3 separate regions of the Sus scrofa genome follow, and regions 1 and 2 are each linked to region 3. The links are chromatin contacts, called in public HiChIP or PLAC-seq maps. All regions are on one chromosome and are shown on one strand. Each heading gives the region's core, a stretch centred on a gene start, on an enhancer-like site or on the middle of the called end of the contact. The rest is flanking DNA. Distances are from core to core; before and after follow the strand shown.

Region 1 (4,551 bases), core at 676-3,175, 110 kb after region 3:
TGGCCGTTCTCCATGCCCCCATCATCTCATGCCCGTCCTGGATCTCTCAGACCAGCCCCCCACCCACATGCCACTGCTCTGCCAGCCGTCTGCTCCCCTGACTCCTGGACATCTGCCCTCCTCTTCAGCCTTCTCTCTCAGCCCCTCGTTAGCAGGATGGGGCCACGGGCAGGGAGCAGGCTCTCCTCTCTGGGCCCTGGCTAGGCAGTGGCTGCCTCTGTGACCTGTACATGTGGGCCATAAATGCACAGGTGCTGGCTCAGCACACCAAGGCTGGCCTCGGCACCAGCTGTGGGGGGAAGTGCGCAGCTTCCATGGCATTCTCTGAGGGCCCCAGGCCCGGCCAGCCCTCCTCTGTTGACTCTGGAAGGGAATGAGCCCCAGTGGTGTCCAGCTCTTCTCTTGTCCACTGACGAGAGCTCAGCCCCAAAGAGAAGCATTTCCCCAGGAACACTGAGGATGTGCTGAGACAGGCCAGGGGATAGAGATGTGTGAGGTGTGCAGTCTGTAACTGATGCTCTTCCCGGCCACAGGGACCAGCTGTGTTTGGGCCCAGCTTGTGCATGTGTCTGAGACACAAGAACAAGTGAGACAGGGGGATTCCTGGGGGCTGTTTTTCTGAAATTGGGAAGAATCAAAACCATTTCTTCATTGTGGGGTTGGGGAGGGGTGCTTGAATTGTTCAGTCCTGCTTGGTCAAGGGGCTTATCCAGTTGTGTTTTGTGAGGGGACCCCTTTCTTCCCTCTGATGCCCTCGAGGAGCAGTCACTGAGATGCCCTGAGATACTTGTTTCTCCCCTGCTCCAGCCGGGGGGCCGCCTGGACTCTACCATTTCTTGAGAACCCCCTGCTTCCCTCCCTCTCAGCCTCCTTGGCCACCCTCCACCCCTACGCAGAGCTCTCACCCCCTCTTCACACACCGGGGTGGCTGTTATAGCCTTTGGCAACAAGGGCCTTGGCAACCGGCTTCCCACATGGGGGAAGCCACGTTGTTGCCATGGCAACAGAGGCCTCGGCAGAGCTTATCAGCTGGCAGACGGTGCAAGTTTGGGAAGGGACGGCCGGGGGCAGGTGGGAGATGGAGGTGATGGGTAAGGGTGTTGGTCAGTTTTAGGTCCCTCACCCCAGCCGGCGTTCTGGGGTGTTGTCCTGTCATCCTAAGGAAGGGTGGCAGGGGACAGACAGCCATCTTGGATGTGCAGGGCAGAATTCTTGCTGCCGATGGAGGGGAGGTTACTCTGGGACCTGAACTGGAGCCACCCAGGAAAACTCTTGCTTCCTGTTTCTGCCTTTGGGTCTCTGACCACAACAGGGCTTAGAGAGTATCCGGGAGACCCAGCTATTGCCCTTGTGAGCAGGTGCAGAAAGAGACGCTATAGGACTGAACACAGCACCAGGAGGGCCAGCTGAGAGTTGAGAATGCGTGGCCAAATTAGAACCGCTTGCTAAAGGAAGAGAAAAGCCATTTCCTTGTCCCCTCCCTTCCTTCCTTCCTGCCCTGTGTCCTTCCCTCATCACAACAGCTCCTCGCTGGAGTGTTGTCCAGTGAATCCCCAGTGAGAGGTACTCCAGGTGCTTTCTCTAGTGACCTGGCTCACACACACGTGGAGAGGACCTGCTTGGGCTCTGAGCCTTCGGGGCAGGACCTTGCTTAACTACGTGGCTGCCCATTTTGCTTGGTGACTCACAAGGGAAGAACTGGTTTGAGGACTTTGAAGTCCAAGAGGTGCTACAGTGACAGCTGACCAAAGTGCTGGGGAACCCTAGGATTAATTGTTACACCATTGGCTGGAAGTTATATGAGGAAGAGGTGGGGAGTATTAATCCAACTTTGGGGATCCCAGAAGATTCTGGCCCCGTGCATCCCCTGACTGCCCTGAGTACTTTCCCTCCTGAGACGCATTACTGCCCTTTTTGCTGTGTCACTGGCCCCATCTAGTGGACTCAGCAGGTATTGCTGTTTACGCTGGGGTGCTGAAGAGCGGACCTCTTCCCATTTGGGGGCCGGTTTCAGTTTTGAAAAGAAAGAAAGCCAAGGTTTCTGCTACTTGGCTCTGCTCATTTGACCAGTCAGGTCCCCTCCCTTCCAGGCTTCCCATCGGGGCATTGGGATCCAAAGGGACTTTGGGACCAAATCAAATGATTGTTCTACATGTTCAGATATCTGGCCTTTGGCAGCTAGGCATTCCACCCTCAAATATGCAGCCAGCTTGTTCCTGGAAGTGCAAGCTTTGGTCTTTGAGTTAGGGTTCTCCAGAAAAAACGGAATCAATAGAATGCACACAGAGAGAAGGATCCATTTATTACAAGGAATTGGCTCACTAGATTATGGAGGATGAGACGTCCCAAGATCTGCAGTCAGCAGGCCAGAGACCCAGGACCACTGATGGTGTAGTTCCAGTCTGCGTCTAAGGCCTACAAGCCAGCCGAGCCAATGGTGGAAGTTCCAGTCTGAGAGCCAGCAGGCTCGGGCCCCAGGAAGAGCTGGTGTTTCATTTTGTGTCTGAGGCTGGAGAAGACCACTGGCACCAGCTCAACTGCCAAGAGGAGGAAGTCCCTCTTACCCTGCTTGTTTGTTCTGTTCAGGTCTTCAGGGGTTAGATGAGGCCCATCTCCATTAGGGAAGGCAATTAATTCAAGGGTTTATTTCATCCAGAAGCAACCTGACAGGCACACCCAGGATAACGTTTGGCCGAATATCTGGGCACCTGCGGCCCCATCAGGTTGACACATAAAACTACCCGTCGTGGTCTTACTGTCCCAGTAGCCTAGAGAATGGAAGGAACATGAGCTTTGGCTAGGTGAACACATGCCTCTCTCTAGCTGTGGGACTTTGGACAAGTGTCATGACCCCTCTGAGCCTCAGTTTCCTCATCTCTAAATAGGACTGAGCACCTCAAGGGCTGTTGGGAGGATGGACCAGGATGCTCAGGTGAGGCCTAGAGCATTGGGCCCGGCTCAGTGTGGGTCCTCTGTCTGTGGTGACCAAGGCCCACGAGACCCTTCTCACCAGCTTTTAGAGGAGTGGGGAGCCCAGAGCACTGCAGGGACCTGGTCTGATGAATATCTGCTGGACAGTGACCGTGTCTGCTCTTGCAAGTTCCTTTCTGGGATTGGATGCATCCTCCCAGGCGTAGCCCAGATGAAACCAGGTCTCTGCGGTGCTGGCAGGCACACGCCCCTCCTGCCTCACTCTGCTGCTCATGCCTTAGGTGCCGCAGCATGCAGCTCACTGCGGGGGGCTGGGGAGGGGGAGGAGAGCCCTGCCTTGCAGACCCTCTCTGTCCCCAAGCCCAGGCTGAGCACAGCTCCCTCTGGTGGCGCAGTTCAGCCATGAGGGCTGGTTCCCCCCCTGCCCTCCATCTCCCTGCCATCTCTGCGCTGACACGCGGGGCACACGTTCCTCCAAGAGGACTATGGTCTTACAGAAAAACATGCTCCCACATGCCACGGACACCTCTCACTCCCTCTCCGGAGGCTCAGTGAAAGAGGCCCTGAGGCAGAAGATCTGGGTGTCATCTCAGCACTTCCACTTTTTAGCTGTGTGCCCTGAGAGATGTCGCTCACCCTCTCTGAGCTCCAGTGCGCTCATCTGTAAAGGGAAGATACTGAGAACTCCCTACCTCCTGACCTCATGCAGCTGTCAGGAGGCTGCCGTGAGATGGCATTAGGCAGAACGCTGTGTAAATTGTATAGTCTGTACGTGTTAACACTGTACTAATAAAAGGTTGAACGGAGGGTTCAGACTCTAGCTGGCAGGAGACTCCAAAGATACGTGGGGGAAGAGTTGAAACGTTACCCTTGTCATCCTTCTCATCCCCCCCCCGCCACCCCACCCCACCCCGCCTCCTCCTCACAGCTACTTAGATGCACCCTGAGCCTTTTTCATGGGGTGTCTCATTTAAGGCTCCCCACTACCCTGTGAGGTAGGCACAGTGATCATCATTTTACAGTTGAGGAAACGGAGGCTTACAGAGGTAACATATTTGCCTAAGACCAGCCAGTGGGGCCAGCGATGAACTTAAACTTGGGACGTGCTGACGCTGGAGTCTGTGCAGTGTCGCCAGGTCTGCTCAGATGCCTCCTCCCTTACGAAGCTCCCCCGGTCCAAGGCTGAGCCCTTTGCTCTTGGGGGTGTGCACAGGTAGTTGTGGGGCACGTTTATAGCTGATCACCTCCGTGGCCCTGTCAGCAGCTCCTGGGCACCCAGGGGTGTTCACCCTATGTTCATGGAATTGAACCAGGTAGTACTGGGATGGCGAGGGGGCAGGAAGGGAGGGCAGATACGGTCACGGGGCGAAGCTGGAACGGATAGCTTCTCGCTTCCTCAGTCCCTTCTGAAGGCTTGGGGTTTTGGATATGAGGTTGCAGGACAGGGAGGTTGCTTCTAGGTGAAAGCTCGTGGAGAGCCGGGAGCATCTGAGATGGTGTCCCGGTCTGCTCCAGTTGGACAGTGTTCGAGGCCTGGGTTCAGGGGGTTGGTGCCTGCTCCTGATCTTATGCTTCTCAGGAGTTTCCAGCTGCAGGTAAAACCAGAGGCATCTCTCCGCA
Region 2 (4,195 bases), core at 1,270-3,769, 93 kb after region 3:
CCTGGCCCAGTGTCTGGCACAGAGGAGGTGCACATAAGCTGCCTGTCAATTGAATGAAGTTAAGCCACCTTTACTTCCTTGGGAAAAAAAGTCTATTCAGATCTTTTGTCTCTGTTTTGGTAAAGTTGGGTTGGTGTGTCTTTTTATTGGTTTTTGTTGTTGTTTTTATGGCTGCACCCATGGCATGAGGACCTGTGCTGCAGCTGCGGCAGTGCGGGCTCCTTTCACGCATTGCTCCAAGCTGGGCTCAAACTCGAACCTCCACAGCAACCCAAGCCGACGCGGTGGAATTCTTAACCCACTCACTGCACCACAGCAAGAACTCCTCTTTTTATTGTTGAGTTGTAAGATTTCTTTACATAGTCTAGCTACAAACCCCTGGTTCTGTGGGTTTCACTTTCTCTCTTTCTTTCTTTTTTTTTTTTTTGGTCTTTTGTCTTTTTAGGGCCACACCCATGGCATATGGAGGTTCCCAGGCTAGGGGTCTATTCGGAGCTATAGCTGCCGGCCTACGCCACAGCCACAGCAATGCCAGATCCGAGCCGCATCTGCGACCTACACCACAGCTCACGGCAACGCCGGATCCCTAACCCACTGAGCGAGGCCAGGGATAGAATCTGCAACCTCATGGTTCCTGCTTGGAATCGTTTCTGCTGCACCATGACGGGAACTCCTCTTTTCACTTCTTGATGGTATCCTTTGAGGCACAAAAGTTTTTAATTTTGATGACATCCAGTTTATCTATGTTTTCTTTGGTTGCTTGTGCTTTTGGTGTCATATGGAAGAATCTTATCCAAATCCAAGGTCATGAGCATTACCTTCTGCTTTCTTCTAAGAGTTTTATAGGTCTTCAATCCATTTTGAGTTAATTTTTGTATATGGCAGAGTTTTCTCGCGGCTCAGTCAGTTAAGGATCCAGCGTTGCCACTGCTGTGGCTCTGTTTACAGCTGTGGCTTGGGTTTGATCCCTGGTCTGGGAACTTCTGCATGATGTGTATGTGGCCAAAAAAAGAATTGTATGTGGTGTGAAGTAAGGGTCCAGCCTTATTCTTTTGTGGGTGGATTTCCAGTTGTCTCAGCACCATTCGTTGAAAAAGCTATTGCATGGTCTTGGCACCCTTTTCAAAAATCAGTCGGCCATAGAGAGATGTGTTTATTTCTGAACTTTCATTGATCTATTTACCTCCATCTCTAACAGTTTGCCGTCTCTGCCCATCTGCTCTCGGCAGTCCTGGAGGCTCCCACCGGAAGTGTTAAGGGGACATCCCACAGCTGAGCGCCATCTCCCAAGTGGCCCCTGGAGTTAATCACTTTGCCCATCTGTCAGGGTGACCACTGGGCGGGCCCCGATGTGACCGGCCCCCGAGGGCACTCGCAGGAAGGTGCTATGGAGACATGCTTTCCCTCCCCACCTGCACGCCTGCACATCTCCTCCCAGTGCAGGGTGCAAGGTCCCAGAGCAGGACCTGTTTGTGCCAAGGCCCAGCTCCTGATTGGGTGGATGCCCTCGATGCGGGAGGGGGTGGGGGAAAGCATAGGGCGGGAGGTGGCTGCTGGGACGGAAGGGAGCAGGCCTGCAGGAGGGGGAGCATTCTTGGCACTAGAGGCATCTTCACCAGGACGGCGGCCTTGGGAGGGAGAGCCTGCATCCATGGGTAGGCACTGGGAGGCTAGAGAGGGCCGCTGGCATCACCAGGCTCTTACCCTAATGTGGCTTCCTCCCCTGTTTTCTTAGTGTGTGTGTGTGTGCGTGGGTATGGGTGTGTGGGTGTGTGTGTGGGTGGTGAGTGGGTGACCTGGCCCCCCCTCCTTTCTGGGGGCTTGTTCCTTCTGTTTGGGGGACCTGTGTGCTTTAAGAGGTTGAGGCCCTTGGCTGGTATGTTCTTGGCATAGGACTGTTGTCTCACATCGACTCCAGCCGGCGAATAAGACTCCCCAGGGCAGCCAGAGACCCTTGCAGAGTGGGGTGGAGATCTGGGAGGATGGGGGTCCGTGTACCTTGGGGACATTCTAGTTTGCAGGGAGTTCCGGGTGTATGGGTGCTTTAGTGCAGTTCAGGCAGGAACACAGTCGAGCAGAGAACAGTGAAGTTAGTTGTACCTGTCGAGTTTGCAGGGTGGGGCTGCCTGTGGGCAGGGGGACATGGGGGTGCTTAGCTGGTGGGGTGCTGACTCAGAAGGGGAGAAGGGGGCCACGTGGTAGTGGAGAGGCCCATGGTACAGTCTGGCCCTGCCCCCTCCAGCTCTCCTAAGTCTTTGGAGGTGAATCTTCCAGTAGTGGCAGCCACTGCAGTGACACCATACTTTTTAGGGACCCAGGAGGTCTCCTTTCAGGGCCACCTTCCTTAGATCGCTAAGAGCAGGACTCGGGGAGAGCAGAGATCGCTGTAGGGTGAGTGCCCTTCTCCTCCCTCCTCAGTTGTTCTCCCCACTCACCCACCCCTGAGTGGGAGCAGAGCGGTGTGAGCCGAGTTGAGTTGCTCACTGCCTGAGAATTGCATCAGCCCCGCCTGGCAGGCTGGAGCGGGAGCCTGTTGCTATGGTGACCACTAGGCTTCAAACCAGTGAGAAGGATGAGTTAGTCTCAGGGTGTGGTTTTCTCGCCTTGTGAGGCTGTCTTGTGATAGGCACACGGGGTCTGTATTCCCAGCCCTTCCACGGGGAGATGTGTCATCTGCTCAGGTGGGCATGATGGGCAGCTGCTTCAAAAACCATGTGGGCACCGACCAGGCTGGGCATGTGTGACAGAAGCCACAGTTGGCTCCCTCCTGCCTCGTTCTGGGGGCCGTGGGTGATTTGACCAAGTAAACCAGATCCTGGGGGAAGGGAAGGAACGAGGATGCAACCTGTCACCCAGAACAGAGAGCTGCTCTGAATTCAAGCCAGTAAAACCTGTCCAGGCTGCATGAGTTTTGTTTTTGGTTTTTTTTGTTTTTTTCCTAAACCACCTGACAGAGCTCATCCTTGCTGAAGATAACAGCTGCTTAACCATGCCAGCACTGTTCAGATCATTCCTCTCACATTTTGCTTGCAATGGGAAAGGAGGTAGAGAGTCCACAGTCTAGCCACAGTGAGCATGTTCTGTGTACTGGGCACCGCCCTGGACACGGCCCCATCACTTTCTCAGCTCACCTCCACACTGGGAGTAGGGGAGGCTGGCCCCGTTCTGCAGGGGAGCAAGCCCTGGGACCAAGAGGGTCTAAGTGACCTGCCCAAAGGGTTAAACCTAAGGCTCTGGGCTTCGTGTCCTGTGTGCCTTTGGATACTAGATGCCCCTAGAAACAGGAATTCTTAGGTTGTCCAGTAAAGAAACACACTGTACATCTTCTAGTGGAAAAATCTTGACAGTCTCTCTCCCCAGAGAAAAACACAGTTTCTCTGTGGGGGAGTGGTTGACTAGAGCTATTTCTGATTTCTGAACGGAAAGAATGAGCGATGTGGGCGTCACCTGCGGACAGAGGAAAACCCGGGAAGCAGTTGGTGAGGTCTGGGCATTGACAAAGCTCAGACCTGGTACAGAAACAATCTGGGATTTCTGCCTGGGGCCCCCTAGGGGTAAGCACCAATTGTCAGTTGAGTTCTCAGCAGAGGAGGCGGGAGGCTCTGATGAGCTGGTCCTGGTAATAGGTAGAACCAGAGGAGACCTGGGGTGTAGGGAGAGCCTGAGTGTCATAAGCCCTGACTTGCTGAGCTTATGAGGCACAGTAACGAGAGTTAATACTCAGATGGTACCATCACTCTTCTGAGTGCATATATTACATGTATTTACTCTTCATGCTCCCAGAAACCCTGGGAGCTTGGTTGCTATTTTTCCATTTTGAAAATGAAACAGAGGCACAGAGAGGTTGAGTGACTGGCTCAGGGTCACACAGCCGGTAAGAGGTAGAGCTGGGGATTCAAGCCCAGGCAGTCTGGCTCTAGAGCTTAAGTCCTTAACCAAAGTGTTCTACTATCTCTGCTTGTATCTTCTAGAAAGATGACAGTGAGTTAGCTTGTATGGCGTACCAGGAGGAGTGTGTGTGTGCATTCCCATACATGCCCATGTGTGCATGAGCACACACACACACCAGTATACTGGCAATGGGAGGGAAGGCTCATGGCTGCACTTGTGAGCTGCTTTGTGTTGGTGACTGTGCCCTCTGTATTTGCGGCCCTTTGCGTGAGGGCCCCTCCCTTTATGTTTCTCAGGAGGCTGG
Region 3 (4,526 bases), core at 41-2,540:
TCAGGAGGGGAGTTGCTATGCCCCAGGTAATGGCATTAGGGCGATCCGTGTATAAACTGGAGAAAGAGGAAAAGTTTGTCTCAATCTGACCTCCCCCTATTAGTCTCATTTCCTCTATGAAATGAGGATGTTGGATTTGGTGAGCCTCCAGCATTCTACATATCTTTGTTTCTGTAGAAGGAGCATAGACCTCAGAAGCTCACATGGCTGAGATCCGATCCTGCTAACATCAGCCCAGCAATGTCAAGTTACTTAACCTCTCTGAGCTTCGGTTTCCTCAGCTATAAAATAGGAATATTGACTGTACCTTCCACACAGTGATTTTTGTAAGGATCCAATGAAATACTATGCATGAAGATACTAGCACAGTGCATCTTCATACATGGTATGTGGTAAATACACTGCAAATATCAGCTCTCCCTACTCCATCCCACTGCCCTTCCCTGTAAGTACAGAACAAAGGGTGGCAACCTCTGGCCATCAGGCCAAATCTGGCTCCTGCTTTTGTAAATAAAGCTTTATTGGAACACACCTGTGCTCATCCATTTACACATTATCTATGGCTGCTTTCTAGCTCTAAGCAGATGCTTAAGTAGCCAGGACAGAGACTGTATGGCCCACAACACCTAAAATATTCACTGCCTGGCTCTTTACAGAATAAACTTCCTGATGTAGACAGAACATAAAGCCTGATCTAGCTTAAGGAACCTCAGTCACTATGTCGGCAGGGCGGGAAAATATTGGAAGATGTAATGTCTTAATGCTCCTTGAGTCTTTCATGCTGACTCTGGGGGCTGTGGGGGTCTCAAAGGAGAATAACCCATGGCAGGAAAAAAAAAAAAAATCCCAGGGAAATAGTCAAACATGGTCCAGGATTCAGCAGTTGGGAAGAGGGCTGAAAGGAAGTTGTCTCTCTAGATATCACACACCACACACACACACCACCTGCTACAAGGAAGTGACCAGAGATTTTTTTTTTTTTTTTTAAGTTAGAAAAAAAAGGTAAATGTTGCAATAGTTCTCTGGGTTCTGCTGACAAGAAACTTCCTTTGGGGCGGTATTTTTCAGTGGGTGTGGCATCTGGAAGGGCTCATGGGCATTGGTTGATCACGGGATTCTTGGGCGGCCCCACCATGACCGTTTGGAATTGAACTTAAGGCCCCAAGCAGGTAACCTGACCCACCGACCTGGGCGATTTAGGGTTTTCTCCGCACCTGTAACTGTCTCAGGAAGCGGCACACCCCACCCGGCTATCCGTTGCTCTTCTAAGTGGCACCCCCCACAGTCACTCACTGTGACTGTCCCTGCAGATTAAGTGCAGTTTGCACCCCCCGAGCTGCCTGGCCGTCTCCACAGAAGACACCATCGTTGGTAACTCTGCTGCTGCCCCAATAGAGGGACACCTGCTGCTGAACGATGTGTCATTTTTCCTGCCCCCTTTTCACCTGGCATCTAGTGGACACACAATATTACGTTCGTTTCAGGTGGTGGTGTTTTCTTAGCAAGACATACCTTGTTGAGTGAGTCCAGGGCCCTGTCTGGGTAACAAAAGACCTCAAGGCACTTTGTTTGTTTGTTTGGGGTGCTGTTTTTAAGCCTTTGCTCTGTGAGAGAAGCTCACGTCTGTGTACCCCCGGGTTCTCGGGCTGGAGATCGCTCCCCCCCTCCCCCGCAACCCCATCACCCCTCCCCCCAGACGTTGCGTTAATTGACTTGCTCTTTCTCCTTCACTCTTTTCCCTTCTTCCTCTCACTCTTAGAAACACCGAAACTGTGTGCTTCCCTGAAGGCGGGTGACGATCACACCGCCTGCCCTGCCCTCAGCTCCTCCAGGGTCTAGACGGGCTGCTTTACCTCTCGGGCTGCCCTCCAGGGCTTCCTGTGCTTAGGAGCTGGTGAGCGGCTCAGGTGTTCCCCCTCTTGTGACCCCAGAGAGAGGCCTGCTGGGGCGGATTAGAACTCAGATGGGAGTGCGTGGATGGCTCCAGGAGCGGGTTCTCGCTTCTAAACCAGGAACTGTCAGGGCATGGAGGTGGAAGGGGTTCCAAAACCTTGCCTTCAACCCTGGAAGGGATTTCTACTCGTTTTAGGCTGGGGAGACCGAGGGCTGGAGGGCAGCGTGGTTCCCCAGCTGGCTCCCAGTAGCATCAAGCGCTAGGTCCTCTTTTCCACATCAAGTGGTAGAGCACGCATTACTAGGATGCGGCTGCCTCCAGCACGAGTGAGGGCGGGCATTTGGTCTGGCTTTTCTCGGAATATGGTCTTTCTCATGAAAGATACATGCGCGTGGGGCCGTGACCGACATCTCTCGTTCCGTTTCCATCACAGGATGCCAGAGCCAGTGGGGCAGTGATTCCCAGAACCCGCCACAGGTGGGTGGTCCGTGACATGACTTCAGGTGGTACCCACTTTTTTTTTTTTTTTTTTTTTTGTCTTTTAGGGATACACCGGCGGCATATGGAGGTTCCCAGGCTAGGGTCGAAACGGAGCTATAGCCGCCGGCTACGCTAGAGCCACACAACGCGGGATCCGAGCCATGTCTGCGACATACACCACAGCTCATGGCAGCGCCGGATCCTTAACCCAGTGAGCGAGGCCAGGAATCGAACCTGTGTCCTCATGGTTGCTAGTCGGGTTTCTTAACCACTGAGCCACGACAGGAACTCCCCACTTCTTAACGCATGTATGTCAGTATTCACTGGGGAATTATATACGTAGACACCAAATCTGTTCATGTTTATCTTGCTTGTATATGACTACCTAAGAGGGGGCTTGGTAACCAAAATATATTCAATTAAAAAATAGTGTGGTGGTTTGTTAATTGGGGAAAAAAAAATACTAAGCAGATGGCTGAAGTTCAGGAGAATACCAACAATTTAGGGGAAGAAACTTAAACCAGGGACTTGCCGGTGTTGGAAAAATACACCCCTCAGCTTCCTTAATCACCAAAGAAATGCAGAATAAAACTAGAATGAGAAACCGTTTTTTCACCTTTCAGTTTGGTAAAGATTGTAAAGTTTGTTCTCACTTTGGCAGCATATGATACTAAATTTAGAACGATATGGAGAAGATTGGCATGGTCCCTGGGCACAGATGGCATACAAATTAACGACCAATCCCGGAAGGCTGTTGGAAGAGTAATCAAATTAGTATTATTGGGAACAGGGGCTCTTTTTTGAGGAGGAAAAAAGAGATCTTTGAGAGTAAAATTCTGTCATCCTGAACATTAATTGGAAAACTAAGTATAAATTTATGACATAGTTTAAATATATATATATATATATTTCCTACCTTCCCCCTGAAAAGATCCATAAATAATGACCAGCCCAATAGCGATAAACACCTCGAATACCTTGACTGAGGCCTCCAAATGCCTCTGCCCACTGAAAAGAACCAGAGCTCTTTGGAGAAATAGTTAATTTTATGTCTGGGATGGGAAATGATGAGATAAGCCTGAAATATCTTAGCAAACAAGAAGGCAACAGAACTACCTGCTAGAGTGATGTCAGAAGCCCTCCGAAGTCAATTTGAAGAAGCTCCCCCTGACCAAAGATGGGACGATTTGAACCTCCAGAAGGATAGTAACTACAGTGAACAAAATGCATAAATACGCTTAAATCCCTATATTTATTATTATACTAAAAACAAAACAAAAGAAAAACCTCCTTGGTTACCTTTCAAGGACACTAGTGGAACCAACTCATTCTTTTTAAAAATTGGAAATAATGGCAAAGAATCAAGCATTCATCATGGGTGTCCTACATGAACTGTACTTCTGGGTAAACCAATAGGTGGTGAGGGGAACTTTCTCTTTACAGACACTTTCCAGCTAAATGGAGAAGGAATGACAGCGTAACACCATTCACAGTCTTCATGAATGGTTGCCAGCATCACAGGAAGATGCAGTGACATGATTGCCATCTGAGAGAAGACCACAGCTCCACCTACACGGCAGTCTCCCCCTCTCCCCACTGCAATCTGACCAAGATTCTAGATCCAACCATCAGTTCACAGGAGGGATCTGTGAGAGGACAGCACAAGGTTCCCATCAGCAAAATACAGATTGCAGGAAACACTACAGGACAAACTATCTCTATTGCTTTAATCACAGGGATGTACAAAGGCGGGGGTTCCAGGGACACGGAAGGAGAATCTACAAATTCGAAAGAGATTTATAGGAGTTCCCATCATGGCTCAGTGGTAACGAACCCGAGTAGTATTCATGAGGACCTGGTTTTGATCCCTGGCCTCGCTCAGTGGGTTAAGGATCTGGCATTGCTGTGAGCTGTGGTGAAGGTAGCAGACAAGACACGGATCCCGGATTGCTGTGGCTGTGGCGTAGGCTGGCAGCTGCAGCTCTGATTCAGCCCCTGGCCTGGGAACGTCCATATGCTGCAGTGCAGTGTGGCCCTAAAAAGCAAAAAAACAAAACATTGAAAGAGAGAGAGATTTATAGACTGTAACCTATGGAATGTCTTGAATCCTGATATAAACGAACTATCAATAAAATTATGAGACAATAGGAAT

What was found. HiChIP or PLAC-seq counts read pairs in DNA pulled down with a chosen protein or histone mark.
Region 1: a contact with region 3 is called in an H3K27ac HiChIP or PLAC-seq map of alveolar macrophages. The contact joins two enhancer-like sites. A contact is called at or near these places in 1 of 5 promoter capture datasets (fetal liver), 25 of 47 Hi-C or Micro-C datasets (adipose tissue, alveolar macrophages, blood and 13 more) and 1 of 2 datasets of contacts at active chromatin or transcription factors (alveolar macrophages).
Region 2: an H3K27ac HiChIP or PLAC-seq map of alveolar macrophages shows a contact between it and region 3. The contact joins two enhancer-like sites. A contact is called at or near these places in 7 of 47 Hi-C or Micro-C datasets (alveolar macrophages, embryonic fibroblasts, epiblast stem cells and 2 more) and 2 of 2 datasets of contacts at active chromatin or transcription factors (alveolar macrophages and skeletal muscle).

What each region holds. Positions count from the first base shown.
Region 1 is chr12:46,798,991-46,803,541 of Sscrofa11.1, forward strand. It overlaps a transcript of ABR not described here. Among named protein-coding and RNA genes, the nearest start is that of ABR, 11 kb to the right of the region's middle. Within about 2 kb of position 1,926, at least 14 of the 83 cell types and tissues checked have an H3K27ac peak or open chromatin away from gene starts, as enhancers often do. A contact at or near this core is called in alveolar macrophages, where this site is marked.
Region 2 is chr12:46,776,987-46,781,181 of Sscrofa11.1, forward strand. It overlaps a transcript of ABR not described here. Among named protein-coding and RNA genes, the nearest start is that of ABR, 33 kb to the right of the region's middle. Within about 2 kb of position 2,520, at least 13 of the 83 cell types and tissues checked have an H3K27ac peak or open chromatin away from gene starts, as enhancers often do. A contact at or near this core is called in alveolar macrophages, where this site is marked.
Region 3 is chr12:46,685,566-46,690,091 of Sscrofa11.1, forward strand. No RefSeq gene overlaps it. Among named protein-coding and RNA genes, the nearest start is that of BHLHA9, 44 kb to the left of the region's middle. Within about 2 kb of position 1,291, at least 14 of the 83 cell types and tissues checked have an H3K27ac peak or open chromatin away from gene starts, as enhancers often do. A contact at or near this core is called in alveolar macrophages, where this site is marked.